Regions from separate parts of the Mus musculus genome. Here region 2 is linked to region 1. Evidence: chromatin contacts called from public Hi-C data. All regions are on one chromosome and are shown on one strand. Each heading gives the region's core, a stretch centred on a gene start, on an enhancer-like site or on the middle of the called end of the contact. The rest is flanking DNA. Distances are from core to core; before and after follow the strand shown. Region 1 has its middle 22 kb from the start of Six4. Region 2 overlaps Gm34080 (a long non-coding RNA gene).

The links. Hi-C and Micro-C count contacts between places; a contact is called where the count stands out from the background.
Region 2: a contact with region 1 is called in a Hi-C map of liver, with 2.7 times the contacts expected there. The contact joins two enhancer-like sites. A contact is called at or near these places in 2 of 484 Hi-C or Micro-C datasets (both in liver) and 3 of 115 datasets of contacts at active chromatin or transcription factors (all in embryonic stem cells).

What each region holds. Positions count from the first base shown.
Region 1 is chr12:73,089,203-73,093,114 of GRCm38.p6, forward strand. No RefSeq gene overlaps it. Among named protein-coding and RNA genes, the nearest start is that of Six4, 22 kb to the right of the region's middle. Within about 2 kb of position 1,914, at least 12 of the 459 cell types and tissues checked have an H3K27ac peak or open chromatin away from gene starts, as enhancers often do. A contact at or near this core is called in liver, where this site is marked.
Region 2 is chr12:73,480,264-73,484,257 of GRCm38.p6, forward strand. All of the region lies in intron 2 of Gm34080 (a long non-coding RNA gene), which reads left to right. Among named protein-coding and RNA genes, the nearest start is that of Gm34016, 27 kb to the right of the region's middle. Within about 2 kb of position 1,393, at least 35 of the 459 cell types and tissues checked have an H3K27ac peak or open chromatin away from gene starts, as enhancers often do. A contact at or near this core is called in liver, where this site is marked.

The sequences.
Region 1 (3,912 bases), core at 664-3,163:
ATGCACGCTCCCCCCCCCCCCCCCCCCGTCACTGTCTGTAGGGCCCTACTTATACTCTCTCCAAATGTCACTTGTTTTTCCGTGGGTCTTGCCTCAGCAAAACATCACGAGTCTGTATCATATGACATAATCAGAAAAAAATATATATATACATATATATGTATATGTAAGTGTGTATATATATATCCACATACATATATATATACATATATATATATATGCAAAGGATATCAAGATTGTTATAGTTCTGGAGAGTGCTTACAGGACACTGTGAATGCACGCAATACTACTAAACACCATATATATGTTATATATCCACAGACAAACATATATACTACAGACCATATATATGTTATTTATACACATACAAACATATATACTAAACACCAAATATGTGCTCTGGCTCTGAGCTATATTCCCACATATTTCCAGCCCCAAAACTGTGCATTGGTTTGGTTTGTTCTTTGAGACAGGGGGTTTGTCTGTCTGTTTGTTTGTTTTAAAATGGTTTATTTATTATTTTGTGCATTGGTGTTTTGCCTGTATGTTTATCTGTCTGAGAGTGCTAAATTCCTGGAACCAGCATTACAGACAGTTGTGAGCTGCCAAAGAATTGAACCTGGGTGCTGGGAATTAAACCTGGGTCCTCTGGAAGAGCAGCTAGTGCTCTTAAGCCATCTCTCCAGACCCAGATTGATTTTTTTTTTTATTAATGTGTTGTCTTTTGCCTGAGTGAGTGTGTGTGTGTGTGTGTGTGTGTGTGTGTGCATGTGTGTGCCATGTGTGAGCCTGATTCCAATGGAGGTCAGAAAAGAGCAGTGGGTACTCTGAAACTAAGAATCACAGATTGTTATGAATCACCACGTGGTGCTGGAAATTGAACCTGGGTCCTTTGCAAGATCAACAACTGCTTTAATCTCTGAGCCATCTCTCCAGACCAGACCCAGGGTCTTAACACTGCAGCCTACATTGGCCTGGGACTCAGTATGGCGTCTAGATTAGTCTCAAACTTGTGGCAATCCTCTTGCCTCTGGTTCCTGAATGCCTAGGCTACAGGTATGAACCATGCCTGATTAAACATCACATTTGTTTAGATTTATTTATTTTATGTATATGAATGTATCATTTGCATTTATGTATGTGTGTCATATACAAGCCTGGTGCCAACTGAGGTCAGATGAAGGCATCAGATTCTCTGTAACTGCAGTTATGGATAGTGGTGTGTCATCATGTGGATGCTGGGAATTGAACCCAGGTCCTCTGCAAGGACAGCAAATGTCTTTTAACTGTCACACTATCTCTCCAGCTGTGAGTTGTATTTTCTAAAAAGGTTACAATAGTACATTTTATGTTGTATTTATTTTACCACAATTGAAAACAAAGAAGACCGGATGGCCTTCCTCCTCACATATATGTAATTACATATATACACATAAAATAATCTCTTTACTTCTTTTATGTCTGTATGTGTGTGGGTGTGTGTGTGGGGGGGGGGGGTGCCACAGTATGAAAGTGGAGCATCTCTCCACCCTGTGGGCTCTGAGGATTGAACTCAAATCGCCAAGCTTGGTGGCAAGTGCTTTAATCTGCTGAGCCATTTTTCCAGCCCCAGCTTTCTATAATTGCACAACCTAACTTTTATACTGTGACAGTAGCTGGCTTGTTGCACTTAGGAACGTGTAACAAGTCTACTCCACTGTGGCTTGGGGCCTAGTCTCACGCCTTCTCAGAAAGTAATGAATTAAATCGTAAGAAAGGAGGGCACATTATCTAATCTTCCTTTTCTTCAAAGCTTGAATTGTGATTATCAAGGTGTCTAGTGGTATATACAAAATGTGACTAAGGTACACAGTGGAATTAGCTAACCAAACAACAAAAGGCAAACCCAGGCAGCACTCGTCACCCATCAGGCTAGGCCAAAGCAAACAGAGGTATTTTGCACTGTGAGTTAAAGGTTAATAAGCAGACTTTGCCAGCTCAAGAGTGGCAGAGAAACGTGGAAACAATCCATCTCAAAGTCAAGCCACCAGCTAGGCCTCGGATAAGATCAGTAAGTCTATGCCTGCAAGGAGACTGGACAAAACCAGCTAGCTGGCTCTGGGTGTTAGAAAACAGTATTTTATTATCAGGTCAGTTTGGGGTAAACAAGCTCGATTCCAGGATCTAATCAGCAGGTAACTATGAGTGTTTTTGCTGGGTAACTAGATGGTCTGTGGGGATGTAATCTGGGCTACCATTCGGGGACAGAAGGAAAGACAAGGTGCTGGGTTTTTCACTTCATAATACCTCCACCATCATCACAGTTAAAATTAAAATGCTTTCACTGGAAACTCTGGTTCTCTGTGTGTGTGTGTGTGTGTGTGTGTGTGTGTGTGTGTGTGTGTGTGTTGCTGTTCTGTATACTGTATGTACACCTGTGTGCACAGGCATTTGCCAGAGAAGAACTTTGGTTGTCACTTTGGTTGTCACTCTCCTCCTTACTTCCTTGAGACAGGGTCTCACTGAACCCGGAGCTTGTTGGCATAAGTCATCCCCCTTCCCAGCACTAGACTTACAGGCACTCAGGGTGTGACCACACTTGACTTTTTTTTTTTTAATTCTTATTATAAACTGGTCGAAGTGGCACATACCTTTAGTCCTAGCACTCAGGAGGCAGAGGCAGGCAGATCTCTGTGAGTTTAAAGCCAGCCTGGTCTACAGAGAGAGTTCCAGGACAGCCAGGGCTACACAGAGAAACCCTGTCTCGAAAAAAAAAAAACAAATTTTATGTGTTTTTGTAATTTATCTATTTATGTGTTTGTACCTAAGAAGCTCAAATAGGTATCAGATGTTCTGGAGTTGGAGATACAGGTAGCTGTGGCCTGTCTGATGTGGACGCTAGGACTTAAATTCAGGTTCTGTCTCTAAGAACAATTTAAACTCTTAACTACTGAGCCATCTCTCCACATGCAACTCAGTAGATGGGCTCTCATGCTTGGTCAGCAAGTACTCTTACCCGTCGAGCTACTTGCTAGCCTAGCATTTACTATTTGATGGGTAAGCAGCCATCTCCTAGGTACCTTCCACTCTCATGCCTCTGCCCAACCTGTCCACTGGGTGCTGCCATCTTCTCTTAAAAAGCTGCATCCTGTTCCATGACTTTGTCCAACTTGGCCAATCACATTATCCCTAACTTGTGCACCATGACTGGGTCTTGACTGGAGTGTGATCTCAAATGGACCTATGAGAATGCATAAAACTTAGAAAGGACCCGAGTGATGTGCCCAGCACCACAGGAAATGAATGAACGAATGAATGCACAGGTAAAATGGGCCAATGAAAACATTTCTCTGAGGTTGTTACAGTGAACACTCCCAGCCTGTTTAGACAATGGGGAAACTTCTCTTTCTTTTCTTTCATTGGGTAATGTGTTACTTTTGATTATTCAGTTTAAGGCTTCCTATACACAAGTATTCTACCACCTCTACAGCTGCAATCCAATTCCTCCTTTGTCTATGTAAAACTAGAATATGTGACCCTTGCAGCTGCTGGGAACAGGGACATCGGGCTTATGGAGAAAACATAATTGTCTCTCACAGCTGACACTAACTCCAACTCAGGGAGGGGCAGAAGGAAGGAGCTGGTTCTGGGCAGTTCTAGCACCTGGCCTATGATTGTCTACATCCATCTTCTTCTTATTATTATTATTTTAAAGGACCTGAAGATGTAAAATGCTCATATTGAAATCCCGAAGCCCTGGGCTCTGTCCCTATCACGTAATAAAACCGGCTGTTGTAGTGTGTACACACTCCTAGAAGATCACTCAGAAGAGGGAGGCATCCTCAGCCAGCCTGGGCTATATATCACCCAGTCTCAAAAGTAACTTTAAAATCTGGAGGGCTGGGGAGATGGTTCAGTAGGTAAGGCCCTTGG
Region 2 (3,994 bases), core at 143-2,642, 390 kb after region 1:
ACACTTCAGGGTGCTCGCAATGTGAAATCATGTCCAAAAGATCTGAATAAGAGTAGAATGGAGAGAACCAAGTCTGTGGTAAAAATCCCTTGAAACTCAGAGTGGAAAAAATGACCCAAAGCAAGCTGTCAGAATCCCCAGCCAAGAGGACAGTAATTATAGCTGCAGAGGCGGGCGGGAGGCAGTTCTGTACAGGTGAACAGGCCGCCAGCAGCACCAGAGGTTTACTCAAATCCCACTTCAAATCTTGTAATCCCTCCAGTCCTTCACGGCTAGCAATGACATCATCTCTCCCTTCCTTTCAGACAGAGGCCGTGCCTCTGCATCCAAGCACTGATGTGGTCTTCTAGCAAGCCTGTGGCTTTCAGGATGACTAAGGAAATCCAATCACATACGAAGAAAACACGATTAAAATTTTTTCAAAAAAAAAAAATAATAAAAACCACAAAAAACAAAACAAAAAAACCCCAAACACCCAAATCATGTGACTGCTTTATTCCTTACTCACAGGCGCCATTGACTTTGGAGCTCTGCAGAAACTGGGTATCCTAGATCACGGAGCCACCGGTACATGGGTGCTTCAGACTTGCATGTTTGTGTTGTTGGTGTTAGAATGGTGGCAACCTGGGAAGGCAGAGGAATGGCAAGCTTGCAGGGTGTTGCCACCCAAAGCAGGCTATAAAATGGAGGCAAAACATGCAGTCAACGAATACTAATGTAGGGTTTTGCTCAAAGCATGTTGCTGCTACTTGAACGAATTGTTTAAAATTCTGAGGTTCTGCTCATGGGATCGTGAGGAAGTGGGAGTCTTGCCTTGCCTTTCTTCCCCTCTCTCCTTCCCTCTCTCCATCCTACGTTGGCCTGTCTCTATAACTATCTAAACCTGGACAGTGAGACCTGAAATCTCTGCTTAATACAGAAGCATTGATTGATAGAATCATTCATTCATTCATCAGCTATTTCAGGAACCATGTGCCAAGCAATGAGAACCGAATATTCAAGAATAAATGACATTGGACTCTTGTCTTTGGATCTTCCTAGTCCATTGATTGTAATAGCCTTTGAAACAAATAGATTGCAACATCCAAAGTTTGTGGAGGGAGCAACTCGCTGTGCCAAGACAGCATTTCCCAACAGTTCCAGAGAACCACCCTTGTACACACATTTTCTGAGCCATAAAATATTCTCACAGATCACTTCGAGTTAGTTTTGTAGCGTTGAGTTAATTCGATGGAACGAGAAGCCATTTTTTGTGTGTGCCAAAAAATACCCTTATGTCAGAGAAAGAAGGGTGGGCAGAGCAAAGCAGAGGGAGAGGGAGAGGGAGGAGGGGGCTGGTGACCTCAGCTCTTTGCCTCCTGGAAGGCTTAGCACACTTCAGTGCCCGGGTGTGGTAGTGAATCGCTAGGCTGTTTCAGTTTGGGGTGTGTATCTTTGTGCACATGTGTGTGCTTGCCTACCCACTGTTGTCTGACACCTTTCTTGCTCTCTCGGTTGTCTCCTAGTTCTCTCTAGGATGAACTGAAGGGATCATAAAGGCACAGAAGCCTGGTTTCCTTGCCCTTCTGGTGGCTGGAACATCACACCATGACACTCACCGCATCGTTAGGAAATCTACATTCCAAGGTCTGTGAAATCCCATCTGTGCCTCCACAGAGAGAGAGAGAGATGACAGAATTGCCAAACTTTACCCCCCCCACACACACCCCCATTTTTGCTGAGTCTAAATTTGGACCCAAATGCAAACTGAGGTCTTATGCTTATTTAATAGCTGGCAAAGCCTGTTTTGTGAAGAAGGACTTCATGGCCATCAAAATCTGTTAGGGTGTCCCATGGTGATGAGTTTAATGTTAATGAATTGGGAACATCTGGATTAGATTTTCTCCCAAACAGACAAGGTTATGAAAATTAGTGGACAAAAAGTGTCTCCTGACCAAAGGCAGTGTGGGCTATTCCTGAGCCCATCGCCCAAGAACACTTAAGCAGGGCCTGGGTAAGGCTCTTCCACACCTGAGGCCATGACAAATGGGGCCAGAGCAAAAAGGACTTCCCTGTGAGCCACATGTAATGTGAAAGTGAGAATTTTTCATTGAAGGATTGTTTACTGAGCACCTAGTACGTGCCAGCGTCCATCCCAGGATCTGCCTCTGCAGAATAGAAGATAGCCCCACCCTTGGCTCTCTGAGAGCTGGCCATCAAGAGTTTCACACCAGCCGACAGTCCAAGTCTGGTTGCTGGTCCAGATGTTTTGGGAGCTCACAGCAGCCCACATGTTCCGTGGCTCAGGGTAGGTGGACTGTGAGGGTGTCACTAGGAAAGTGTCCTCAGGCTGACAGCCCAAGAATATTCATGCAACCACAGACCTCAGATCCACTCGCAAGGCCTCGCACCTGGCAGGGACATAAGAAATACTTGTTAAGCAAATGGTTTCTTTTAAAAAGTGCCGAGAAAGAGAGAAAAAGGGAGAGCGTTGGGAAGAGTCACTGTTACCTGCCCAAAGTCTGGCTGACAAAGAAGCTTTGTGAGTTGAACACAAGGTAGGGAGGAGGAAGAAGGGGGAGGGAGGAGGAAGAGGAAAGAAGAAGCAAGAAACAGGAAGCAGGAAGGAGGAAGGAGGAAGGAGGAAGGAGGTGTCTGCCAAAGAGCCCAGTCCTGATGAGGAAGGGTCTTGCAAGGCCAGTTAAAAGCTTACTCTTTCTTTTAAGGTCAGTGTGACATTCCTGAAGATCAACAAGCGAAGAGATGGTACAGCAGCTTCTGTTAGGGGAAGCACTGTTGGTTACCACACACAGAACAGCTCTGAAACTGGGCTGTTGCTAAGGAAGTGCAATGGGGGCAGCAAGGAAGAGAGAGCTGGGCAGGTCTTAAATGTATATCAGAGGCAGAATCATGGAGACTCAGCGGTCACATGAAGGTAGAAGGAAGGAGGGTACTGCCAGGCAACATCACCCCCTATACACAGATTTTTGTGTGGGTCACTCATTAAGAAAGTATTTGTCCATGGGGACAACAGAGTAGGAAGGAGAAGAAGCTAAGCAAGCAGGTGACTTTCAGGTGACAACACATCTGCACAGAGAGCAGTTTTGTTCTGATCCCTCAAGAAAACACTGACATACCTCAAGCTGTTACAGTTGGTGTGCTTTCTTTTGTTCAAGTTTTCGATGCAAGAAGCGAGAGCAGGATATATGAAGGACAAGGTTGCAAGGGAGAGACATGAGAGAGAAGCCAAGATTCCAGAAGGGCATGGGTGCATGCCTACAGTCTCAGTGAGGAAGGCTGAGACAGGAAGCCTGTTTTGGCCCAGGCGTTTGATGGTAGCCTGGGTAACATAGCAAGTCTCCATCTTGAAAAAAGAACAAAAGGAGGAGGTGAGAGAGTAGATGAAGGAAGGGGAGGGAAGAAAGGGAGGGAGAGAGGGAAGAAAAGAAGGATGGAATGGGGGACCAAAACCAGGGCTCACAGGCATCCATATTCTTACAGGTTCAACCTGCATAGAAGGAATTTCCTCCAGGGTTTTATAAAGCAGTCACTAACTGCTTTCTGTATGAGGGTTTTTTTGTGTGAATAACTCCATCATAATTTCTGCCACCAAACAGGAATTTCACGACCATTTTAAAACCACTAATCTTCACTGTGTGGTGGCAGCATCTCATCAAAACACAATTCAGCCAAATCCACCTGTTGGGAGCTGAGGATGTGAGCCATGTCTCCTGCTTGCCTTGGCATGATCCACGGGTAGACTTTTTGTTTTGTTTTGTTTTGTTTTGTTTTGTTTTGTTTTGTTGTTGTTGTTTTTTTCTAGACAGGGTTTCTCTGTATAGTCCTGGCTGTCCTGGAACTCACTTTGTAGACCAGGCTGGCCTCGAACTCAGAAATCCGCCTGCCTCTGCTTCCCGAGTGCTGGGATTAAAGGCATGCGCCACCACACCCGGCACGGGTAGACTTTAAGACTCTAGAAAGAATCGATTGAAAAAATGGTGTGTGACCACCTTTG